Linked DNA regions of Macaca mulatta: region 2 is linked to region 1. Evidence: chromatin contacts called from public Hi-C data. All regions are on one chromosome and are shown on one strand. The core of a region is the stretch at or near the end of the contact, and the rest is flanking DNA. Distances in the headings are between cores, read along the strand shown.

Region 1 (5,940 bases), core at 2,302-4,801:
AAAGAAGTTGAAATATTTTGGGCTCCATTTTTCAACCCTGGGAAGAAAAAGGGTATTCCCATTCTAATACTCACTAAGAATTAAAATTCCCTTTCTTACCCTTCCTCCACCCTCTCACTTTGGTCATAAAAGGCACCTCGGGTATCATTTATCAACCTCTCTCCAGCCCACTCTTCCAAAATAACACTACAGTTTCCTACATGTGTATTTTTGCCAGGACTCCAAAGAGCCTTGCTAAAGTGGAACAAGGTGAGCATGCCCACTCTTCATTGTCATTCTTCTAATTACTTAATTGGAAATAAAATCCTAGGGAAGAGAGCTCCAAATATATGCATAAACCCATTGTTCCATGTGAATTACATAAAACTGTTGACTAGGTACATTTTTATAGTACTGTCTGAGGCTGAATAAATGCCTCAACCCTTCATTTAGTATCAGTGAATTCCAGTAAGTATTAATGCAGAGTGATTTCAAAGTAGTTTATGTACCATTTTAGCCCATAAATTTCTACAGGAAAAAAAATAATTTGTAGATTTTCTTTATCCCCTATTAATGATTGTCATTTAGGACATTTATATTACCAAGCAAAATGTGTACCACTTAAATTACTAGAAAACTCTCCAAGTAAGAACTTTGATTTAATCTTACTTATATTGTTTTGTTATGTCAGTTATTTAACTCATAATAAGAAGGGTAGGTCAGATTCATAAAATGTGAGAAATTCTGATATTTAAGGATCTTTATCTGAAAGCAGTAGGAAAAACATTAATTAGAGGTTAAAAAAGTAAAACTGAAATGAAGCATCTGTTGGCCAGTTTCTCAATAAATCACTCCCTTCTCAGATGTATAAAATCGTCGCTGTTTTCTAGCTTGAGACTTAAAAAGGTCAAGCTGTTCCACCCTGAACTTAAGTATCAAAAACATTATTTTATACAAACTGGAGTCAAGGTTTTAGTACCTCAAAAGAAACATAGTTTAAATGGTCTCTATATCTAATAAGAGAAAGGCCAGGCACAAGAAAAATGCCTTCCATTTAGAGTTTATTTTCTAAATGTCCACATTCTGGAGTAGAGGCTTATATATTTACAATATGTAAGGTAATTTTTTAATGCTTTGCATGGACAGATGACTTTTCCTGAAAGATAAACTTCCAATGCTCTAAATAACAGCAAAAGAAAGCACTAAGGAGTGTTCTGTTCAACAGATTAATGAAATTATGTTCTTAAACACCATTCCTCACACACCATATTGCATTTATCAGTCTGTAGTTTCTAAGGGACCGCATGACTCTCTTATGGCTACTTTTCTTTATTAACTGGAAGTTGTTTACAACCATGCCTCTTCTGCCCTTTACTTTTCTTCTTTCTTCTACTCGGAATTAACTTACGTTTCTGGCCACTATTCTTCAAACCTGAGGTTTATTTTCCAGATGTTTGAGACATTATTTTCACATTTCTAATTCTTCCACCCATTCTTTAAAGAAGTATTAGGGGACAGTGTGTCCATGCTTTTTTTTTTTTTTTTTTTTTGTGTGTGTGTGTGTGTGTGTGTGTGTGTGTGTGTGTGTGGAGAGAGAGAGAGAGAGAAAGAAGTGAATCTAGTATTCAGTGGAGCAATCAGTTATAAGACAATTGGTAGCTCAGTACAGCTGCAGATTCTTATATACAGACATGTAAGAGAGCCCTCATTGCACTAAGCCTTGATCATTAGGAGTCACCCTTAGCTGAAGTACATAAAATTGCACATAGCCAAAGTACGTAAAACTGCACTTCAAGAAGCTTTCTTTGAAAAGTCAGTAGCTAACCTGAAAACTAAGGAATTCCCCCACTTTCTCTCAAAATATGGGGATTTGACAGCCCTTCCTTCTGTGAATTTCAGCTTAGTTCTAGGCAGCAATTCAGAACTTGCATGGGGTACTGACCAGAAAAGAGAAGGAAACACACACACACACACACACACACACACACACAGGGGCGGGAGGGGGAGAGAGAGAGAGGGAGAACAAGGAAGAAAATGAACTTCATGGGAAAGTCCTTGCACTTGTTTCTCCTCAGGAAAATCCTCCCCTGGCCTCCTGGGACTGCAGTCACCAGGCTGTCCAAGCCTCCATACTCCACTGAGTTCCAGAGAAGGGTCTCAAAGCTGGGAGAGGATCAAACTAACATGGTAAGCTGCTTTTTGCCAACTCCCCAAATACATTATTTCAACAACAACAACAAGGAAAAACAACACCAAGGAGGCTATCTCCTTAAGTTGTGGTTGTACCTCCTCCACTTTAGCCAGCTGCACAATCCGATTTATCCTAATGCTGACAGATTGCCCACTTCAAAGTAGTGGTGGTGTGGGTGGGGCTGAAGAAGTTGAGAAACAATCTATACCACTCAAAGGCCTTTCTTCCCTTAGGAGTAGAGAATTGAACTGTGAAAAAGAAGCCCGAGATCCCCCAGCGAAATGGTGTTGCAGCCCCGTTGAAGGAGTCAACTTGCAGGCTGTTAAAGACCTCAAGTCATTAGCATCAGCTGCTGCACTAAAGGGGCAAGTCAGCGCCTCTAAGTGGCTTAGCGCACAAACGAGGCTCCCGAGACGGCCTTGGCAACTCCATCCCCTCCTCCACCACCCGCTGGATGCGAAAAGCTTTCCGGAGCCCATCTTGATAATCATTTTTATTTTGAATCACCCTTGCCTCGCAACCCCAAGACCTCAGAGTGCCAACAGCACCCATTATAGGACTCCCTCTGGGGCTGTGCAGATTCTGCACGAAGCAGAGGGCAAAAAAAAAACACAAACAAACAAACAAAAAAACCAGGAACTGTTTGAGTCCACTAACCTGCGCTCTTCCCACCAACCTCCGGCACCCCACCTCCGCCCACGTACCCGTGTCCTGGGACTGGGAGGTACCGTTATGTCCCCTTCCGAGGTCTGGTGACATTCTCACTCCAACCTCATCTCCCGAGCCATGGGAAGGCTGAGTCAAGTTCTTACCAAAGCGCATCCTTTCTGAATTTTGCAGGGGGAAGCTTGGTAGTGTTGGTGCTCCTGAAGAGAGACGACGCCCCTTTATCAACCTCAGGCAACTAGCGGCGCAAATCAGCGGTGGCTCCAGGGCTAGAGTATCCCTGGGGCTAACCGCACCCCTCTCCCTTTCACGGAACGTGGACTCCGGGGAAATACGCTCGGGGTCCGCACGCGCTGGGTGTCCAGCTCTCTGTCATAGCTTCTCCAAGTGCCTAGTGAAACGGGGAAAGGCCCTCTCCAATCCTTTTGGTACCTTCCTTTCCAATCCTGAAACGATTTTCCCCTCCTAGCCGTCCCAGAGGGCCCGAGCTTTAGGAAGAGGCGGGCCGGGACGCTCTCTGAGAGGCGTTGCCACCCGGGGTAGGCGCTCATGATCTGCGGGGCGCGGGCAGGCCGGGGGAAAAAGCTGCGAGGCAGGCGGCGCCGGAGGGAGCTCCTGGCCCAGCAAAGAGTTAAAGGGAGGGGACGTGGGCTGTCACGCGTCATTGGGCAGATTATGTGCAGCAAACAAAAAGTGTGTGTCTGCGTGCCAGTCAGTCACTGCATCGGGTCCATCTGTACAACTCTCTCCGTTTCTCCGTCTCCCTCTCTCTCTCTCTCTCCCTGCCTCCCTCCACCCCCCAATCTTTTTCTCCCCATCTCTCCATCTCTCTCTTATCTCTTTAGGAAAAGCCTAAAAGACGGCAACACCAACACCTCTTGACATGGAAATACACTGATACAATAGGCAAAAAGAAACACTCGATTGCATCTTCCGGGTTCCAGGTGGCCTTATTTGGTAGAGTCTATACTGACCTTATTCCTGGTAAGTCTATTTGCATTGATGTGGGAGGGGGATGGGAGGAAGGCAGTTTGGTGGAAAGAGTAGAAAATTTTGTCTTCCGTCTCCTTATTATCCAGAAGAGAGAGAAAAATAATTCTTGAGGGGCTCTCTACTGCCAGGAATATTGTACAAAAGGAGGAGCGGGTGGGGAGCACTTTGCCGGAGAAGCCAGGGACTGGGGAGCGCGCGGCCGCCAGACAATGCCTGACTAGAGGGACGGGCTAGCGGCGGGCAGCAGCGACCGGCTTTCAGAAAGCCCCGCCGGCTCTGGGGCATATTCCCAGGGCAGGCGGATAAGAACCTGGGCCCAGAGCGGGGCACGGAGCTGTGAAACGTTGGGTGGCAAAGGCGACCGCACGCGGGCGGGCGCTCCTAGGCTCTTGCCCAGCAGTTATTGTGATGGGCTTGAGGCTCGTGGCGGCTGGCGCGGCGACTCCGACCGCTATTAGCGCGGCGGAGTGAGGACCTTTTCACCGTATTGTTAGGTAGAACTGCATTTTAATGACTGTGTCCCTGCTGTTGCCCGAAGTGACGGGGGCGACCTCCCAGCACAATGAAATGCTTGTGTGAAAGAGATTTTTAAAAGGAAGAGAGAAATTGGGGCATAAAACGCTGAATTGAAGGAAATTGAAAAGAGGAGAATAGGATTCCGTTGAAAATGAGATGAGAGGTTATGGGTTTTTTAAAATGTATTTTAATTTGAAATGAAAAATCAGGATGTCTACCTTGTATGGGGTAAAAATGTCCAGGGATAGATGATGTAGAATAATAAAGTTTCTTCTTTATGGATATTTTCCCTTATTTCTGCTGTCTGGTAGATACAGCCCAACACTTGACATTTGGGGGATGCAAGAGGATGAATGGAAAATGAGACGAACCAAAGTTTTAGGCTATGTTAGCTGGAATGGGGGGGAAAAAGCACACCTTGTAGTCACACGTGTAAGGTTAATTGGTTAATATAAATTAAAATAAAAACAGACGTCACTGATATTATTCCATAATGAACAGCTTTGCAGGAAAAGAATTAGATCTACTCTTTCCTGTTACTTTAATTATACAAAACATACATAAATAATTGCCAACGGTGACATTATCAGGGAACAACAAACTTGGAGGAATCTTTTGATTAGTTTGAAATACTAAGCAATGCAGCTAGTCCAAAGCTAGTTAAAAAAATTTAAGCACCTGTTTCTTTTTTTCTTTTTTCTTTTTTTTAATGATAAGTCTTGTATGGGGTGTCCAGAGGAAGGAAAATGTCCCTTTATGACAGCTTAATAGAGAACCCTCCATTGGGGCATTACTTTCTAAATTGCTGTGGATTAAACAGCTGGAGAGCCCACTGAGGAGTGCTCAAGGAGGGCTGCCCCCTCTTGCCCAAAAAGGGTCATATGGGGTAGGGGGAGTGAAAATTTACCAGTCATTACACACAGTATTTCAGACTGGGGACACTTTAGGCCTGTCCTGTACCTGCTCACTTCATGAGCTACATGTGACTCAATCCACCCCCTTGTATAACAAGGTAACCGGGATTCACTCTCATCCATAAATAAGCATGTCCAGAAAAAAAAATTACCTCTGCTTGCTGCTTTTAATTAAAGCCTCAGAGGAACAGTGTTGGATTATGGTAATGAGCAGACATACGTCCCTTCTTGTAGGCTGCAGAGAAAGGTTGGCTGACACAGAATTAGTGGCCCTGACACTCCACTTGAAATCCATTCGCCATGCTCCGCTGTCTCCGCCTGCTCACTAACGCTGCTCCCCTCTTTGGAAGAAAAGGAAAAAATCAGCTCCCGGGCACCCAGTTCAATACATAGGCAGAGGCACTTTTCCCCAAGGGTTAGAAGTTTCTTTCAGTAAGGGAAGTCTATAGGCTGGTTAAAATATATGTGCGTGTGTGTGTATAATATATAAATATATATATAATATATAAATATAATATATATATAATATATATTCTGCCTTGAACTTCACCTCCAAAACCTACCCAATCCAACATCAAGGTAATGCAAAAATGATCTAGTCTTTCCAGCCCTTTCTTTTCTTTCTTCTAAGCAGTCAGCTCCAGATTTCCCACTATTCTAATTATTTTAACAAGTATCTCT
Region 2 (6,558 bases), core at 3,992-6,491, 1.3 Mb before region 1:
AAAGATCCATTACCACAAAGATCCCTTACGTTGTGGATTCAGCCATACCTACTTTCTCCTGCCCACCCACTCCTTAACCCCTGATACCACTGATTTGTTCATTTCTATAATTGTGTTGTTTTGATAATGTTATATAAATGAAATCATACAGTATGTCACCCTTTGGGATTGGGTATATCACAGTTTGTTCAATCCTTTACTTGTTGAAGGACATCGGGTTGTTTCCAGTTTTGGGTTATTATAAATGTAGCTACTGTGAACACTATTGTACAGGTTTTTGTGAAAATCGAGTTGTTCTTATCTCTGGGATAAATTCCCCAAAGTGCAATTGCTGGGTCATGGTCAGATGGTAGTTTCATGCTTGGGTTTATGATAAATACCAAAAGGTTTTACAATAAATTTTCAATAAATAAATAAATGAACAAATAATGTTATACCAAAATCTTTGGAATGAAGATGGGGCTTGAATAAATGTATTTTTACCGTCTGCACAGGCAATCCTATTAACTACAAAAATGACATTCTAAATATTCTGAAACATAATGCAAAGCAGAAATCAATAAAGCTTAAATGTGGGGGATAAGCTTATTCATTACGCTAGGAGTCAGGGTTTTTTAGCCTAAAATGTATTTATAGCAATAGTGAAGTCTGATTCACCAGAAATAATGTACAGATATTACACTATAATATTTAATCTCCAAATGGCTACACTTTGAAAATTAGATCTAAAACCCCCACAAATGGTAAACATAGCTTGATAATGAGTAATGTATATTAAATAAGTAACCACATGCTCTTTAAAGATGTTTTCCTGTTTTTTATGGTAGTCCATTACTGTGTTCCATGTTAGGGTGCTCCACCAGAGTCCTTGCCTTGGTTACATCATCTCATCCCAATGCCAAGCCCATCTTTTCATTTGAAATTCATAGGCAGCACTTATAATAAGGGTCTTCATGTATCACAGAAGGAACACATGCTAGACCCAGATGGACGTGAGGCTGAGTCTGAACAATAAAACTTACTGGCAAGTTACAGAGTTTCTCTTGGCCTTGATTTTCTCATCTATTAGATGAGGATAAGTCTAAACAACCTAAATAACTTGACAGGGTTTGACGTCACACGAAATAACATATACAAAGTACCTGGCATTGAAAAATCATCAATAACATTCAATTCCCTTCTCTTATGGCATTTAAAACTTTCCGAGGAGTAAGTTCCCAAGGCTTATTTATAAATGTTGCCCAAATTTGTAGTGGGTTGTTACAGATCATTCTTATCCAGGAGATTTGAACATGTAAGTTTAACAACCCAATCATATCCAAGGAAATATTCAAAGGCAATTGATGCAGTTTCCACTGGGCCTTCTTAAAATTAGAGATAGATATTAAAATAAAGAAGCATAATCTATTCCTTATTGAAAATGTTTACATTTTGGGATACAAACCATATGTTCTTATTACTTGTTTTCTTATTTTTTTTGGTATGAATATATATACACTCCAGTTCAAGAAAATGAAGGGATTTTTGTCTTAATTTGGGCTGATGTAGTTTTATTTTTAATAATTAAATGCTGTCAGAAACAGGACCACCATTTGCAGAGCCCAGAATTAAACAAACACCATCTTGCAGAATGGTTAAGAACATGCATCAGGAACCACTTATACTAGAAATCACCTCTTATAATAGACAGGGGTAGTAGCTTACAATAATCTCCTATCTGATTTGAACTTATAAAATTGAGGAAGTTCAGTGGTGGCTTTATCATCTATTTGCTATGTAAAGTTTAGGAAAATATGCATAAAAATGAAAAATGCAAGTTAATGTAATGTTTCATTTTTCAATTGTGGTTTTAATTATTACTGGGAGCCTGTTTTTATCAGAGAAAAGCATGAGAAGAGATTTACATTTATCAATAATTTAAAGGAGCTGCTCTGTAGTAAAAAATGACTGGGCACATCTTCAATAGAATTCTTTAACTCTATTGTGGCAAATTTAGAAATAGTTTGAAATGATGGCATAAAACCAAAAATCAAGGTTCGTTCTGCTCTTTGGAGTATCAGGTACCACATACACCACAAGGCCCTGCCTAACTCAGAAGATCATCTCCATTAGTCCAACACAGAGGCCTACATGTTTGTTGTGTCTTCAGAAATACCTCACTAAAATGTATTCAAATTACTTTGGTGATGAGATCAATTAGCAATTGTCATGAAATCATTTACTGGATTAGCTAGTCACTACTTAGATTAGAACCCTGAGAAAATAAAGTATGGGCAGTTTAGTTTTGTTGGGAGTAAGGGGGATTGTGGGAAGTTCCTAGCATGAAGTATTTATAAGGAAGAAGGAAGAAGGAGCTGAAAAAGGAAGTGAGAGACAGGGAAAAGGAAGCAGGAGCATCCTGGAGTCTTATAGGATCAACTGGCTGTAATCTTTTGAAAGACAGGAAATATGGTGGGTTCACCATTGTATGCAGGTTAAATATCACAGCACCTTGAACATAGCAGGTGCACAAAAATATTTATTGAACAAATGAAAGAACGTATGTTCTAAAATGAGGGCTGGTATCAATTCTGAAAGGGGAGGAAGGAGAGCATTCCAAACTAAATTTACATCGCTAAGTTTTCCTAACCCTGACCCTGCTGAAGTTTGTAGAGCCATGGGTATAAATATAAGAGGTTGTGGAATTTCCTTCTGTAAGACTTTTAAAAATGATATAGACTCTTACATATCTGGAAGTGTTCCTATGAAAACCAGGAGAATGATCTGACTAAGCTGAATAGACTCTGGTTCTTTCTTTGGGCTTGGTTTGTTTTTGTTTTTCAATTTCAAGAGATTCAGTGCAAAATTATATATTGCCATCCTTACTACCATGCAAATAACAATAATAATTTATTGAGTTTACTGTATACCAGACAACTTGCTGAGTGTGGAATCTCCACTAATGAATTGTCTCATTTTTGTTAACTCTGAGGATTTTGCCAGGTATTATACAATCCTCCTGCAGATGGCACTCTTCTCCTGCAGAATTGTCACCTCTTGCTCTCTGGGCTTGAGCCTTACACTGAGATAGGGGTGAGAAATGAGTGATTTTAAGGTTGATACACTATGATTAAAAAAAAATTATCTATGTATGAATTGAAATTCCTAAATATGAATAATTCAGCCCACTAGAAATTTAAAGAGTTTTTAAAATACAAAACTTAGTAATTAAGTTCACATAATTTTTCAATGGTTTTGCAGCTTTGCCTTTATCTTTATCATAATGGAACATAATTTGCTGTTCTATTTTCCTCAGGAAAACTGAAACAAAGAATGTTTTCTTGACAGGCAAGCTTCAGCTCAGAAAATGGATAAATAGCTCTTCTCCTCCCCTGTGCTTCACTTTGAACTTCCCTCTCTACCTAATCTCTGGCTCATCTTTCCTCTTTTGGAGGGCTCAGGGTGATTGAGGCTGGGGAGATGAATAGCTGGTGAAATCTGACTGGTTCCTGGGCAGGCCACTGTTCATCAGGCTCACCTGGTCCAGCTGGGACTCAGCTTTTCCTTCCACAGTGTGGCCACAGCTAGCGCTGAGTACAGACCGTCAGAAACCTGCAGGTATAGATAGATAAAGCAGAATTAACAACACGCCCAGAAATAGCAATTTCATTATTACTATCCCATGATATTTACAAAGACACTGTTTTGTGCTTGCATAGCTTTCTTTATGCTTCTGGGCAAATGTGTAAAACACTTTTAGCTCTTATGTGGCTCTGGCAAGTCAATATGTCACATCCAGTGATAGCATCTAGTTGTCTGGCACACATGTGAAACATTTAGAATTATACAGCTCAGAGCTCTGGAATTGGTGTCAACTATGTTATCAGACCCCTTGGTATAGCGCTGTAAGGCACTGCTGCTTAGAGTATGATCTATTTATTGATCATCTGCTTTTGAATCACTAGGATGTATGTTAAGAACAACAAAAATAAAACAAAATCTTAGACCTGCCTTTTCCCAGCTACATAACCAGACTCTGAAGGATTTAAAAGAAACTAGTCATTCTTGCCCTCACTGAAGTTTCAGAACCATGAGAAACCAGTGCTTTCAGGAGCTAGCGGTTCCCTGAGCACAAATTAAAAGTCTGATTTTAGTACTGGCCTCCAACTACTATCCTTTTCCACTTGGGGATATCGTTAGTGATCTCCCACTCTCTTTATTCTCAATTAATTAAAGCTTATCCCCAGAGTCTTTATTCAGTAAAGATGATCTGAGAATCCCCCTAAGTTTAGTGCATTTTAATAAGGTCTCCGCTGCTTACTTAAGGGAACTCTGAATTCTAGCGTGCTTCTTTCTTCTGGATTAAGGGCTGACACAGTCGGGACCTTTTGTGTAACTTTGTCCTTCTCCTACCCCCATCTGTCTGGTCTGTTCTGGCCACCTTCTTTTCCTTCTTACTAGCAAGCAATGATTGTTTAGGATTTTATCCAGTGTCCTTCCTCAGAGGAGAATTCCTCAAATCCTCCCGGAAGAGGTGGTTGAGCAGTCAGAGCACTTACTGCCCTACTCCCTAACTTGTTTCCTGTCATCTTGAAAGTAGTTCCCATCTTGTGTGAATCCCTGGTAGCAAGCCTAGTGCCTTGCAAATAGTAAATGCTCAGTAAATGTGCATTGACTCACTGGAGGATTAATAAAAGCACCCTTCGCTTCTGTTCTTGTACAAAATTATAAACCAAATGTTAATAAGTGAGCTCCTTGAGCATACACCCATGGCTTTTTCATCTGTTAACATGAACAAATGAACTTGTGAAAGAAAATGTTCTTTTCCATGTACAATTAAAATGTTATTTCCATATACAAACTTGAGACACCGTGAACACTAAGGATAGGGGCCATATTTCATTCATGTTCATACCTCCAGCTCTTAGCACAGTATGCAGCACATAATAGCACTTGCTAAATGTTTGCTGAAATAAAATTTAAGAAGCTACCCACGAATCACTCTGTGTTACCTCATACAGTACAGGAGAAAAGACAGTCTCACTTTTACATATGTGCCTGGGACATTCTCACAAGCAGAGAGTTAGAGGACTTGTCATAGGTGCTACAGCTATTTAGAGGTGGATGCCAGACTAGAAATCAGGGCTGTTCAGGTTTAGAGGAGTCATGCCTCAGCAGGAACAGGTGGAAAAACCATCTCTTTTTGAGCAGGCTGTGATGCAACCTCTCGTTGGTAGGGGGCAATACTGGCACACGATATACATGAAAAGGTAGCCTTTCAGAAGAGGAGACTTGAGCAAGTTTAGGGTGTCCTTTGGAATCAACTGATAGAACCACGACCAGTGTAACAGCAACCACAACCAGCACCAGAGCCAGAACTAGCACCACAACCACCACCAATATTAATTGCCATTTATTTCGTGATTGGTGAATGGCAGCACTGATTTTTTAGAACCAAAGTCTTCTGATTTTTAGTTTGATGTGGTTTTTGTTGCACCATGCTATTTTTTTAATAGAGCTTTTTGTTTGTTAAAAAGTTATATATTTTCCTTGTAAGAATGGTACATTATCCTTACAAAAAATTAAACTTAGAGACATGGATGTTTAAGAAGGTTAAAAATTTTTATTCCAGCCACTTCCCATATACAAATAATGTTTTTAAAAATAGTTTTTCCTATGCATAAACTAATATCTATTTCTTTCATAGAAATTAAAACATTATAGATATGGCTTAATGCTTTAGGCAGAGTGGACCTAGACTTGCTGAATGAACTAACTGGACTAATATGTTATCTTATGTGTGGCTTTTTTGGACTATTGTATGTGGGTTAGTTTAAATGTTGGTCCTACAGCTCCTAACAATTATTTTTCTCCTATGTTTTTCAAGATTAGTATTATTGTTATGTTAGTCCTTTTAATTTGTAACACATGGTGTGATTCAAACCACTGAGTCTTAGCATCTGTCAATGATAAGATCATTCTTTTTAGTGATAGAAGGATGGTTGCCAATAATGTGGCAGAATTTGGCTTTTCATTGTTATATTATTAATGACTGCACCGGAGAAATTATGGGAAATACATTTTTTCTACTTAAGCTTCAGCCAGTTTTCTGAAGTCTCTTTTAAATTTTCACATCAAATTAAACCTAAGGAGATCTTAGATTTTCCAAAATAAAATTTTTCTGTATCTCCAAAGTTAGAATTTCAAATTATTTATGTAGGACCAGTGAAAGTGATCTTCTCACTCCTTAAAATGTGGAGGTTGTATGTTGCAATTATAATGATGGGAAAGGGTAGTCTGGGTTAAGCAGAAAATGGTATCTAGTAGATCTTATCTCAGAAGTACCCTGGCCAAAAGGCAGTCACTTGTTTTCTTGGATACTGTCCTTGATGCTGCTGATTTAAGGGTCTGGTTCATTTTTTTTTTGGAACTCTTTCTCTTACTCTACTTAGAACTATTTATTTTTTATTTCACTTCTTTTAACTATAATTTTTGTGTCATTTTTTCCTGGTGTATATTATATCTCTATATATTTACTGTATCAAAATATTAGCATTGTTTTAAATATATTATCTACAC

The links. Hi-C and Micro-C count contacts between places; a contact is called where the count stands out from the background.
Region 2: a Hi-C map of fetal cortical plate shows a contact between it and region 1, with 4 times the contacts expected there. The contact joins the enhancer-like site here to the promoter of PRDM8 in region 1. A contact is called at or near these places in 5 of 14 Hi-C or Micro-C datasets (fetal cortex germinal zone, fetal cortical plate, fibroblasts and 2 more).

What each region holds. Positions count from the first base shown.
Region 1 is chr5:53,604,510-53,610,449 of T2T-MMU8v2.0, reverse strand. PRDM8 (PR/SET domain 8) reads left to right here and starts at 3,551. Exons shown (of 5, transcript XM_078002643.1): 1 at 3,551-3,820. It overlaps LOC144340976, which reads left to right. Exons shown (of 4, transcript XM_078002644.1): 3 at 2,055-2,166; 4 at 2,404-2,679. The coding sequence ends at 2,409.
Region 2 is chr5:54,884,649-54,891,206 of T2T-MMU8v2.0, reverse strand. No RefSeq gene overlaps it. Among named protein-coding and RNA genes, the nearest start is that of PAQR3, 13 kb to the left of the region's middle. Within about 2 kb of position 5,241, at least 1 of the 40 cell types and tissues checked has an H3K27ac peak or open chromatin away from gene starts, as enhancers often do. A contact at or near this core is called in fetal cortical plate, where this site is marked.